2 separate regions of the Pan troglodytes genome follow, and region 2 is linked to region 1. A link is a contact called in public Hi-C data. All regions are on one chromosome and are shown on one strand. The core of a region is the stretch at or near the end of the contact, and the rest is flanking DNA. Distances in the headings are between cores, read along the strand shown.

The links. Hi-C and Micro-C count contacts between places; a contact is called where the count stands out from the background.
Region 2: a Hi-C map of stem cell-derived neural progenitor cells shows a contact between it and region 1, with 5 times the contacts expected there. The contact joins the promoter of GNPTAB here to the promoter of ARL1 in region 1. A contact is called at or near these places in 2 of 7 Hi-C or Micro-C datasets (induced pluripotent stem cells and stem cell-derived neural progenitor cells) and 1 of 1 datasets of contacts at active chromatin or transcription factors (stem cell-derived excitatory neurons).

Annotation. Positions count from the first base shown.
Region 1 is chr10:108,237,195-108,242,750 of NHGRI_mPanTro3-v2.0_pri, forward strand. ARL1 (ADP ribosylation factor like GTPase 1) reads right to left here and starts at 1,786. Exons shown (of 6, transcript XM_016924044.4): 1 at 1,016-1,786. The coding sequence starts at 1,019. LOC112205099 (U6 spliceosomal RNA) reads left to right here and starts at 4,733; the gene lies at 4,733-4,835.
Region 2 is chr10:108,653,811-108,659,018 of NHGRI_mPanTro3-v2.0_pri, forward strand. GNPTAB (N-acetylglucosamine-1-phosphate transferase subunits alpha and beta) reads right to left here and starts at 3,762. Exons shown (of 21, transcript XM_001155334.7): 1 at 3,338-3,762. The coding sequence starts at 3,454.

The DNA.
Region 1 (5,556 bases), core at 536-3,035:
CAAGTTACATTAATACAAAAAAAATAGTTAACATCAGAAGTGACGCCACACTGTTATTTGGCAAAGACATGGCATAACTAAGAGCTGCGAGTTGAAAAATGAACAACACCATGGGCTAGAGAACCTTGGGAAAGTTCAACAGAATGGGTGTGACTTGACAAAGTCCTTTCTACCATTTACAGGTAGAAGAGAGGCGGAACAAAACTGAAGGCGGTTATGGAAGACAGGACAGCGCCTGTGATGCTTGGGAGCAAGAAGTATGCTCCCCAGAAAACTGTGGAGGGATTTAACCAAGCCAAAGAATCTGCACCTTCATTTGGAGGGTGAGAAACGAGTTAAAGAATGTGCACCCTCACTTGGGTTCTAGCGGGGCGAGGGTGTTACCTGATGCTTGTGAGAATGCAGTTCCCTCAATCAGCGGGCCAAGAACTGAGAATAAAATTTCATTCGCCGACTAGAAATACCCGTATTATTACATTAAACGCTACAGCAGATTAGCAGACAAATGCCAAACTGGCCATAAAACAACATAAGCAACACCTGCTCTCAGGTTTTTCAAACTGACGCCGTCCCAGCGCCCCTGGTAAAGAGAATAATTAAGCTTCCACTCTGGGGCCGCAGCTCATCTTTCACCAAGAAACCTCGGCGAACCTGCGACTGACGCGTTGCCAGCCTCCGCAAGAACAACTCTGCCCAGCAAGTGGAGCTGGGGATGAGGGAAAACTTCATGATAAGGGTAAAGAACTCGAACCCAGGCTCTGCGGACGTCCCCAAGCTGTCCGGCTCCCTGGACTCCGCGGGATTGAAGCGGAACCGAGAGAGGGCGGAGGAGAACGCGAGAGGCCGGATCCACCCCTACAGATGAAGATCCAAAGTATGTCAAGTCCTCCGCGACCCGCCCCCTGAGGAGCTGGCTACTCTAGGGTATCCTGGCCGGCCCCTCTCCTCCTCTGCACCCCAGCCCTCGGCCGCGGCTCCCTCGAGCGCGCCCAGGTGCCCTTCTCGAACCCCTCACCCATGATGAACCCCCTGTCCTCCCTCGCCGATCTTCAGTGATTCCTTGGCCTTCGGCTGCAGCTCCGAGGCGGTTTCCTCGCAAGCCCAGTCAGCCAGCAACTTCCACGTCGGACTCCAGGCGGGGGCGGGAGCGAGGGTCAGCTGCGACTGCGCGCCGGGAACGGTGGCCTGAGCATCCGCGTCGTCGCTTTCGACTCACGGTCCCCGCTCACTGGATGTAGATACCGTGGAGGCCAGAAGAGACGAATAATTCAAAAACCTGAAGTCTGTCCTGCTTGTGTTTTCCTGGACAGAAAGAGCTTCTGAAATAGAGAAATTGGAATTTTTGTTTTAAATTCTGACACCAAAAAGTGGCGAATCTGACAACTAAAAATGCGAGTCGGGCCTCGATGAGTCGTCCCGGTCGAACGCTGGCGCAGGCTGCGGCGTTGCAGAGGACGCGTGTCCCGGAGCGCCCTGCGGGGCCAGCCCAACTCTCCCTAGGTGCTTTCTCCCAGAAAGAAACAAGACTACGTAATAATAATAGGAATGGTACCGCGCTGCCAATGCGGAGCAGCCTTGCACCTGAGGCCAGTAACCAGAGGTTTTTGTCTTCGCTGTAGCCTGCAGGACGAGGACCTCGCCGGCTTTTTTTCTCGCTGACCGAGCAGCTGAGACCGCCTTTCAGGGGTCGGCAGTGTGGACTGGCTGGTCCCGATCGTGGAGACCAGGGACTTATTCCCTCGAGGGTCGACTGTTGGAAGTAATGTAGGTTTTGATAGTGAAGTGTGTGGAGAGGAAGAAGGAAGCACACCTATAGGATGTGGAGAAGGGATTTCCCCTAGAGAAATTTTTAAAGGTTGAGCATGTATGTTTTGAAACTTCCCAAAGATCCATTGAAAAGTAAACCTTCCGGCCGGGCGCGGTGGCTCACGCCTGTAATCCCAGCACTTTGGGAGGCCGAGGCGGGCGGATCACGAGGTCAGGAGATCGAGACCATCCTGGCTAACACGGTGAAACCCCGTCTCTACTAAAAATACAGAAAATTCACCAGGCGTGGTGGCGGGCGCCTGTAGTCCCAGCTACTCAGGAGGCTGAGGCAGGAGAATCACTTGAACTCAGGAGGCAGAAGTTGCAGTGAGTCGAGATCGTGCCACTGCACTCCAGCCTGGGCGACAGAGCGACACTCCGTCTCAAAAAAAAAAAGAGAAAAGTAAACCTTCCATCCCTAATACCTTGTATCTCGGTGATCCCCAGTAGTCACTACTGTTAATACTCTCTTAGGTTTTCTTCCAAATCTTATTAATACCTTTGCATATTATGTTTATATTTATGGTAGAGATTTTCATCCATTCAACAGAAGCTTATGGACTGCCTTTTTAGTTTATTTTAAAAGAATTTTTCTAGCTTTAAATAAAAATTGTATATATTTACAGTGTACCATGTGATGTTTTCATAGATGTATATGTTGTGAAATGATAACATACCCATCAGCTCACATAGTCCTGTGTGCTTGTGTGCATATGTTTATTTTGTGCTAAGAATATTTAAGGTCGGCCAGGTGTCGTGGCTCAGGCCTGTAATCCCAGCACTTTGGGAGGCCGAGGCGGGCAGATCCCTTGAGCCCAGGAGTTGGAGTCCAGCCTGGGCAACATAGTGAGACCCCATCTCTACAAAAAAATAAAAAAATTAGCCAGGCACAGTGGCACCTGTAGTCCCAGCTACTTGAGAGGCTGAGATGGGAGGATCACTTGAGCCTGGGAGGCAGAGGTTGCAGTGAGCCAAGATCCCGCCATTATTCTGCTCTCTAATTCTATGAGTTCCACTTTTTTTGACTCTACATATAAGTGGGATCATGAAGTATTTGTGTTTCTGTGCCTGGCTTATTTCCCTTAGCATAAATTCACCCATGTTGTCACAAATGACAGGATTTTCTTCTTTTTAAAGGCTGCATAGTATTCATTATATATATAAATATACATACATATACCACATTTTTATATTTCACGTTTTCTTTATCCATCAGTTCACTCTTAAGTGATTCCATACTTTGGCTATTATGAATAATGCTGCAATGAGCATGGTGATGCAGATATCTCTTTGACATACTGATTTCATTTTCTTTGGATATATACCCAGAATATATGGTATATACGTATATATTGTATGTATGGTACATATGCATATATGATATATATGGTATATACTAGATGGTTTATACTGTAGTTCTATTTTTAATTTTTTGAGGAGCCTCCATACTGCCTTCCATAATGGCTATACCAATTTACATGCTCACCAACCATGCCTATCTTGGTTTTGATTTGTTTGCAGACCCCACTAGTTGTCTAGGTTCTGAACTAGTTTTTGCCTCTTGCTCTCATCCTTGCCCCCAAAACCACAGGTTCATGGAAATTTTCCTGCAAGGAAAAGTTTTGTTTTGTTTATTTTTATTTTTGTTAATGGTTTGAGAAGGGGAGAAGGGCTCTACCTAAACACCTGAACCTTTCTAAGGCTATCCTTTGTAAGCACTGTGTGGTCTAATTATTGGACCTCTGTGCTTATGATTCTATAATACCTCCTCTTAAACAAGATTAGTTTGCTGCTGCTTGAAAGATCTTGGCCATTACTACTTCAAACTTCGGTCAATGTCAGATTTATATTTGAGTATGATGTGTGTAATTCTTGAAAATACAGATTCCCTTTAAAAGAGAACTGAGGCGGGGCACGGTGACTCATGCCTGTAATCCCAGCCCTCTGGGAGGCCGAGGTGGGTGGATCACCTGAGGTCAGGAGTTCAAGACCAGCTCGGCCAACATGGTGAAACCCTGTCTCTACTAAAAATGCAAAAATTAGCCGGGTGTGGTGGCAGGTGCCTGTAATGCCAGCTGCTCGGGAGGCTGAGGCAGGAGAATCTCTTGAACCCGGGAGGCGAAGGTTGCAGTAAGCTGAGATCGCACCACTGCACTCCAGCCTGGGCGACAGAGCAAGACTCCATCTCAAAAAAATAAATAAAATAGAACTGAAAGGAAAAATATGCTGTAATATAATTGTGTATTCAAACTACATATTCTGAACCAGATAAATGAGATATATATCGCGATGCTTTGTAAACTGAAATACTATATACAAATTTAAATGTATTGACAGCCTTTCAGAATCTATATTAAGCGCCTAATTACAAGTCACTGTGGAAATAACAGTGTAATAAAGACTAAAAAAGACCCATTAGGCATTTTGACAAAAAAATCTCATTTTTCAAAATTTGATCATATAATGCTTTGCTTTGTTATTAAAGAACTGACATAATTCCCTACAGGCATTGAAAACAAAACAAAGGCCAGAGCAATAGCTCATGCCTGTAATCCTAGCACTTTGGATTGAGGCGGAAGGATAGATTGAGGTCAGCAGTTCAAGACCAGCTGGGCAATATAATGAGACCCCGTATCTAAAAAAGAAAATTATTTTTGTAATTAGCCAGGCCTGGTGACACACACCTGTGGTCCCGGCTACTTAGGAGGCTGAGGCAGAAGGATTGCTTGAGCCCAGGAGTTTGAGGCTGCTGTGAGCTATGATCAAGCCACTACGATCTAGCTAGGGCAACAGAGCAAGACCTTTTTGCTAATAAATGGATAAATAAAGTGTTGAGACATTGAATAAAGAGATTTAATGAGCCAACACACATGAAATAGAATAGTTATCAACACATAATACTCAAGGTTTTTAAAAAAAGTATTGAGAGCTTGTTTCAGCAGCACATACACTAAAATTGAAGAATACAAGGAAGATTAGCATGGCCTCTGCACAACAATGACATGCAAATTGAAGTGTTCCATATTTTAAAAAATTTTAAAAAAGAATAAAAGTGTTGAGACAAATTTATAATTAACAAAGTCATAAATAGCCAAGAGAAACTTAGCTAATCTTTATTGGTGATTACATCCCACCTCCACCACTGCTTCTCTCAATTTATGACCACAGCAAGGTTCCTACTTTTATAGGAACGCAAATGCATAAAGGTCATGACAAGGTGTTGAAAAATAAAATAACAAAACTGCCATTTCCTGTATATTTTATGATTCTAACTAATGACAGCCATTACTCTGTAGGAAAGATACATATCTTTAGGGCAATGTTGCTTTTCAAAATGTAGTCATTCCTATTAATATTGACCTAGCATTATAGTTTCCTGCTTATTAAAATGAAGTCTTTGAGGAAGTAGAATTATAGCATCATGCTAGAATTAAAACTAAATGTTTGGTTTTCATTTATTTATGTATTTATTTATTTGAGACAGGGTCTCACTTTGTCACCGAGGCTGGAGTACAGTAGTGTCATCATGGCTCATGTCAGCCTAGACCTCCAGGGCTCAAGCGATTCTCCCAGCTCAGCCTTACAAGTAACTGGGACCACAGGCGTGAAAAGCAAATTAAAAAATTTTTAATTTGTTCATAGAAATGGGGTCCCATTATGTTGCCCAGGCTGAGCTTGACTTCTTAGACTCAAGTGATCCTCCTGCCTCAGCCTCCCAAAGTGTTAGGATTACAGGTATGAGCCACTGCA
Region 2 (5,208 bases), core at 2,512-5,011, 420 kb after region 1:
CACCCAGGCTTAAGTGCAGTGGTGCAATCACGGCTCATGCAGCCTCAACCACCAGGGCTCAAGTGATCCTCCCACCCCAGTCTCCCAAGCAGCTGGGACTACTCTACTTTTTTAGCAGAGATAGGGTTTCGCCATGTTGCCCAGGCTGGTCTCAAACTCCTGAGCTCAAGCAATTCTCCTGCCTTGGCCTGCCAAAGTGCTGGGATTACAGGTGTGAGCCACCACGCCCAGCCTTTATTTTTATTTTTATTTGTAGAGACAGGGTCTCCTTTGTTTCCCAGGCTTGTCCAACTCCTGACTTCAAGCAATCCTCCAGCCTTAGTCTCCCAAAGTCCTGGGATTACAGGCATGAGCCACCTCACCCAGCTTGTTTTGTTTGATACTTCCTTCCCTCAATTCTACTTCTCGAAGTTTGGATGAGTATAGAAAAGGCTTATCAAAATACAGCATCAAATACCTGTTATATTGAGAGGAGGAGACAATAACAAATTTACAATTAACAATGATCTTCTGAGGGCCAGGCACAGTGGCTCGCACCTATAATCCCAGCATTTTGGGAGGCCAAGGCAGGCGGATCACCTAAGGTCCAGAGTTTGAGACCAGCCTGGCCAACATGGTGAAACCCTGTCTCTACTAAAAATACAAAAACTTAGTCTAGCGTGATGGCGGGTGCCTATAATCCCAGCTACTCCGGAGGGTGGGGCAGGGAAAATTACTTGAACCTGGAAGGTGGAGGTTGCAGTGAGCTGAGATCACCCCACTGCACTCCAGCGTGGGCAAGAGTGAGACTCTATCTCAAAACAAAACAAAAAAAACAATGATCTTCTTAGTCCAAAAGGACTTACAATTAGTGAGCTTACAATCCATTACAATTAGTGAGATTATTAACAAGTTGGTAATATTAACTATATGATCAAAGTATTCTGATTCAAGGATATATTTCAAAATAAGGTTTAAGGACATAAAAGAGTTGATAATATAATAGCAGCAGTAGCCATGACCATTTAATGAGGGTCTGTTATGTAGTAGGAACTGTGTGAGGTGCTTTACATACCCGTCTTATTTAATCCTCATCATCAACCCTGCAAGGAAGGTAATCTGGCCTCCATTTCAAAGATGAGGAAGCTCAGAGAGGTTAAATATCCTTCCCAAGATCAGACAAGGAACAGCCTGGGCTGTTTGAGAAACCATAAAAAGGGGTGCTCAAGAGCACAGCTTAGGCTGGTCGTGGTGGCTCATGCCTGTAATCCCATGGGAGACCACAGCAAGCGAATCATGAGGTCAGGAGTTCCAGACCAGTCTGGCCGACATAGTGAAACCCCATCTCTACTAAAAATACAAAAAATTAGCCAGGTGTGGTGGCACGCACCTGTAATCCCAGCTACTCGGGAGGCTGAGACATGAGAATCACGTGAACCCGGGAGGCAGAGGTTGCAGTGAGCCGAGATTGCGCCATTGCACTCCAGCTTGGGTGACAGTGTGAGACTCCATCTCAAAAAACAAACAAACAAAAAAGCACAGCTCAGAGCCAGCCTGGCTTGGTTTGAAGCCCAGCTCTGCCACAAATTAGCTGGATTGTTATGCAAATGCATCCATTTCATCACCTATAAAATGGGTATAATAATAGCACCTATCCCACAGGGGTGATGTTGTGAGGATTAAATCAGTTAACATATGTAAAGCAATTAAGAGAGTGCCTGATACCTGTTAAGACCAATATAAGTATTAGCTATTATTATGATCATTATCAACTGGAGCCAGCAATCAAGGCCAAATCTGCCTAATCATGCAGCTCCTCTTTTCCATTATGCCTTACAAGTTAACCACAGGCCAGCTGCCTTCACCTCTCATGACACCTGTTGGCACTGTCTGCCTCTCATTTCTCTTGTCTGTTCCAAACCTTATGATCTGTGGCCATTTCAGGACTGCAACAAAATGTCTCTCTTTTGGTAAACAGCCAAGCATGGAATGAAAGCAAAAAGAAAAGGATATAAAATGAAAAATTCGGGCCAGGTGTGGTGGCTTACACCTGTAATCCCAACACTTTGGGAGGCCAAGGCAGGCAGATCACTTGAGGTCAGAAGTTTTGAGACCAGCCTGGCCAACATAGTGAAACTCCATCTCTGCTAAAAATACAAAAATTAGCTGTGCATGGTGGTACGCGCCTGTAGTCCCAGCTACTCAGGAGGCTGAGGTAGGAGAATTTCTTGAACCTGAGAGGTAGAGGTTGCAATGAGCCGAGATGGAGCCACTGCATTCCAGCCTGGGCAACAGAGCAAGACTCTGTCTCAAAAAAATAAAATGAAGAATTCTAACACCTGATGCCTTTAAGTCATCTTCACACTGCATGGGACTTAATAGTTAACTCAAAATTAATCAAGGCCAAAAAAATCACACAAAAGCAATAAGGCACCTAACTACACACAGATACATTAAGTTGCAACACATGAAACAAAGACGAGCAAGTACTATAATATTAAGTACATATTTCACACTTACAAATCTGGAGCTTTCTCACCCTTATGGTAAGACATTTTTTCCCAGCCTCTAGAACCAAGAACTACTAAAAAAGTACATGCTCAGAATTCATGCCATATAATTTAGCCATTAAACAAACACTTGCACTGCATACTCTGGCAGTACCTGGCACTGTGCTTGGGCCAGGGTTACAGTATTTACAGACAGCACCTTCTCTTACGGAGCTTACAATCCAGCATGGGTAAAGACTTCAAGCAAATGTATACTGTGGCATTTCTAAAAACTACTCTGTTAAATTTTAAAACCTTTTGCAACCTCCTACCAAAAAAAAAAAAAACTAAAACTAAGGAACAGATTTCAAACCACTTAAAAATACAGCTTTCCTCCCCGTTGCTAAAAGTGGCTTTCTTGGGCCAGGTGCGGTAGCTCATGCCTGTAACCCCAGCACTTTAGAAAGCCAAGAAGGGAGGATCACTTGAGCCCAGGACTTCCAGACCAACCTGGGCAACATAGGGAGACCTCCGTCTCTATTTTTAAAAAACGGTGGGCGAGGGAGCAATATCTAAAATCACATACATGCCTTTTTCCAGTTCTGACTTGCTCATAGTCTCTGCACACGTTTATGATAAAGAATACTGTATTTGGCCGGGCGCGGTGGCTCACGCCTGTAATCCCAGCACTCGGGGACGCCGAGACAGGGCGATCGCCTGAGCTCAGGAGTTCGAGACCAGCCTGGGCAACATGGCAAAACCCCGTCTCTAATAATGAAAAAATACATACTGTATCGGGGCATCGCGGGGCACGGCGAGGGCAGTGCAGGGTCGAGGCGCCCGGTCCAGGCTGCGGCGCCGCTACTCACCTCTCCGAACTGGAAGGCGGAGACGATGGTGACAACGACGCCCAAGAAGCACACGTAGAGCCCATACCTGTGGGACAGGCAGGTATAGGTCTGTCTCTGCAGGAGCTTGAACAGCATCACCCCTTCACCGCCACGCCACGCCCCGAGGAGCCTGAGCCGCCGCCGCCGCCGCCGCCGCCGCCTCAGCGAGCCGCCATTCAGGGGCCCCGGTCGGGCCGCCGCGCGCAGGTCACAGCCTCCGGGCGCCGCTCATTGCAGCTCCGGCGACGGACGCCCGCTCGGCTCCGCGCCGCGGCCGCCGCTTCCGGGAGCCGGGAGCCCACGCCCTCGGCGCGGCGGAGGCGGACCTGCGGCCGGCGAGGCGGCCGGCGCCGCCCGGGTCTGGCCGGGCGAGAGGCGGCTGCGGCGGCGGCGGGGTCTCCAGCGCCACCTGGAGGACGGAGGGGCATAGGGAAGGTGCGCGCCCTCCCCACCTGCGCTTGCGCAGCGGGCCCTGAGGGCTGGGCTGGGAGGGGCGGAGCTGAGCTGGGATCCACTTACCCGGTTGGGCAGACGACCAAGAGAAAACTGCCCTCTGCGTCGAGACTGTGCCATAGACGATACTATAATGCCATGAATATTTTTGTGCATAAAACCTTCTCTGCACTTAGCATTCTCTGCAGAGTGCTAAAAGGAGATGCTGTATGTGGCTCCTTTCCTCCAACCCCCAACTATATTGTTTGAAAGAGGAAACCTTTGGGTTAAATCTGCCAAAACCGAATTTCATTCATTCATTTAGTCGTTAAATATGTAATTTGTGCCTGTTAGGTGGCATAGTGCTTGGTGTCAGGTATTCAAAAATGAACTAGACCTGGCTACTGTTCTCAGAGAGTCTAGTGGGGGAGATAAACATGTAAACCACTAAATACAAGAGTTGTTACGATAGAAATCATGCGATGAACTGGAGGGGAACCAGCTCAGGGGTAGCCAGGTAATCCGACTTTGACACCAGGTTTTTCCCACGAGATCCTTTCCTTGGTGCCTCTGATTTACGAAAGGGAGATCTTTTTCTTAATCCCAATGCACCCTGGTTAATAAGATTTTTTCCTAGTCACCCTGGGAAACAATACACTTATCTAATGTTGCCATCATTCAAAGCATTTTTAAAAATATCTTGGGAGCCAGCTTCAGGAAATACTCAAATTCGCACCCTCAGTTTGATGGTCAGGTGGAATTAACAGACTTGCAAAAGGGGTTAGCTTCACTCCAATCCAAGGCAAGATTTTTTACACTTTGCTGTCACTTCTTTTAATCCTTCTTTTAAAAAAGATGATTGATATATGCTATATGTACATGGCAAAAGATTATTGCAGTTGTACAAGACACATATAGTTCTGAGGTCTTTTCAAGCATGATAACAGATCTGAGGACTTAATCGGAAGGGGTAAAAAAGCATGGTAACAGATATAAAAACATCTGCCACTCAACAGGACTCTCAGGATAACGGCCAACATTTATGTAGCATCTGCCATGTGCCCAGCTCATCTAATCCTCACAATAATCTTATAATGGAGATACCATTATTATCCCCATTCTACAGATCAAGAAACTGTGATGAAAAAAAGTAACTATCTAACATCACACAAATAGTAAATGACAGAATTGAGATTTGAACCAGGTACTTAGGCTGTAGAACAGGGCCAAGATTAGGGGAAGGTACTGTGAAATGAGTCATGCAAGTTTGGAGTGAGATTCTGTCTTTGTTTATAGTTTTGATATCGGGGCTGGGTGTGGTGGCTCATGCATGTAATCCCAATACTTTGGGAGGTCGATGTGGGAGGATAGCTTGAGCCCAGGAGTCTGGGAGCCCAGAAGTTTGAGACCAGCCTGGG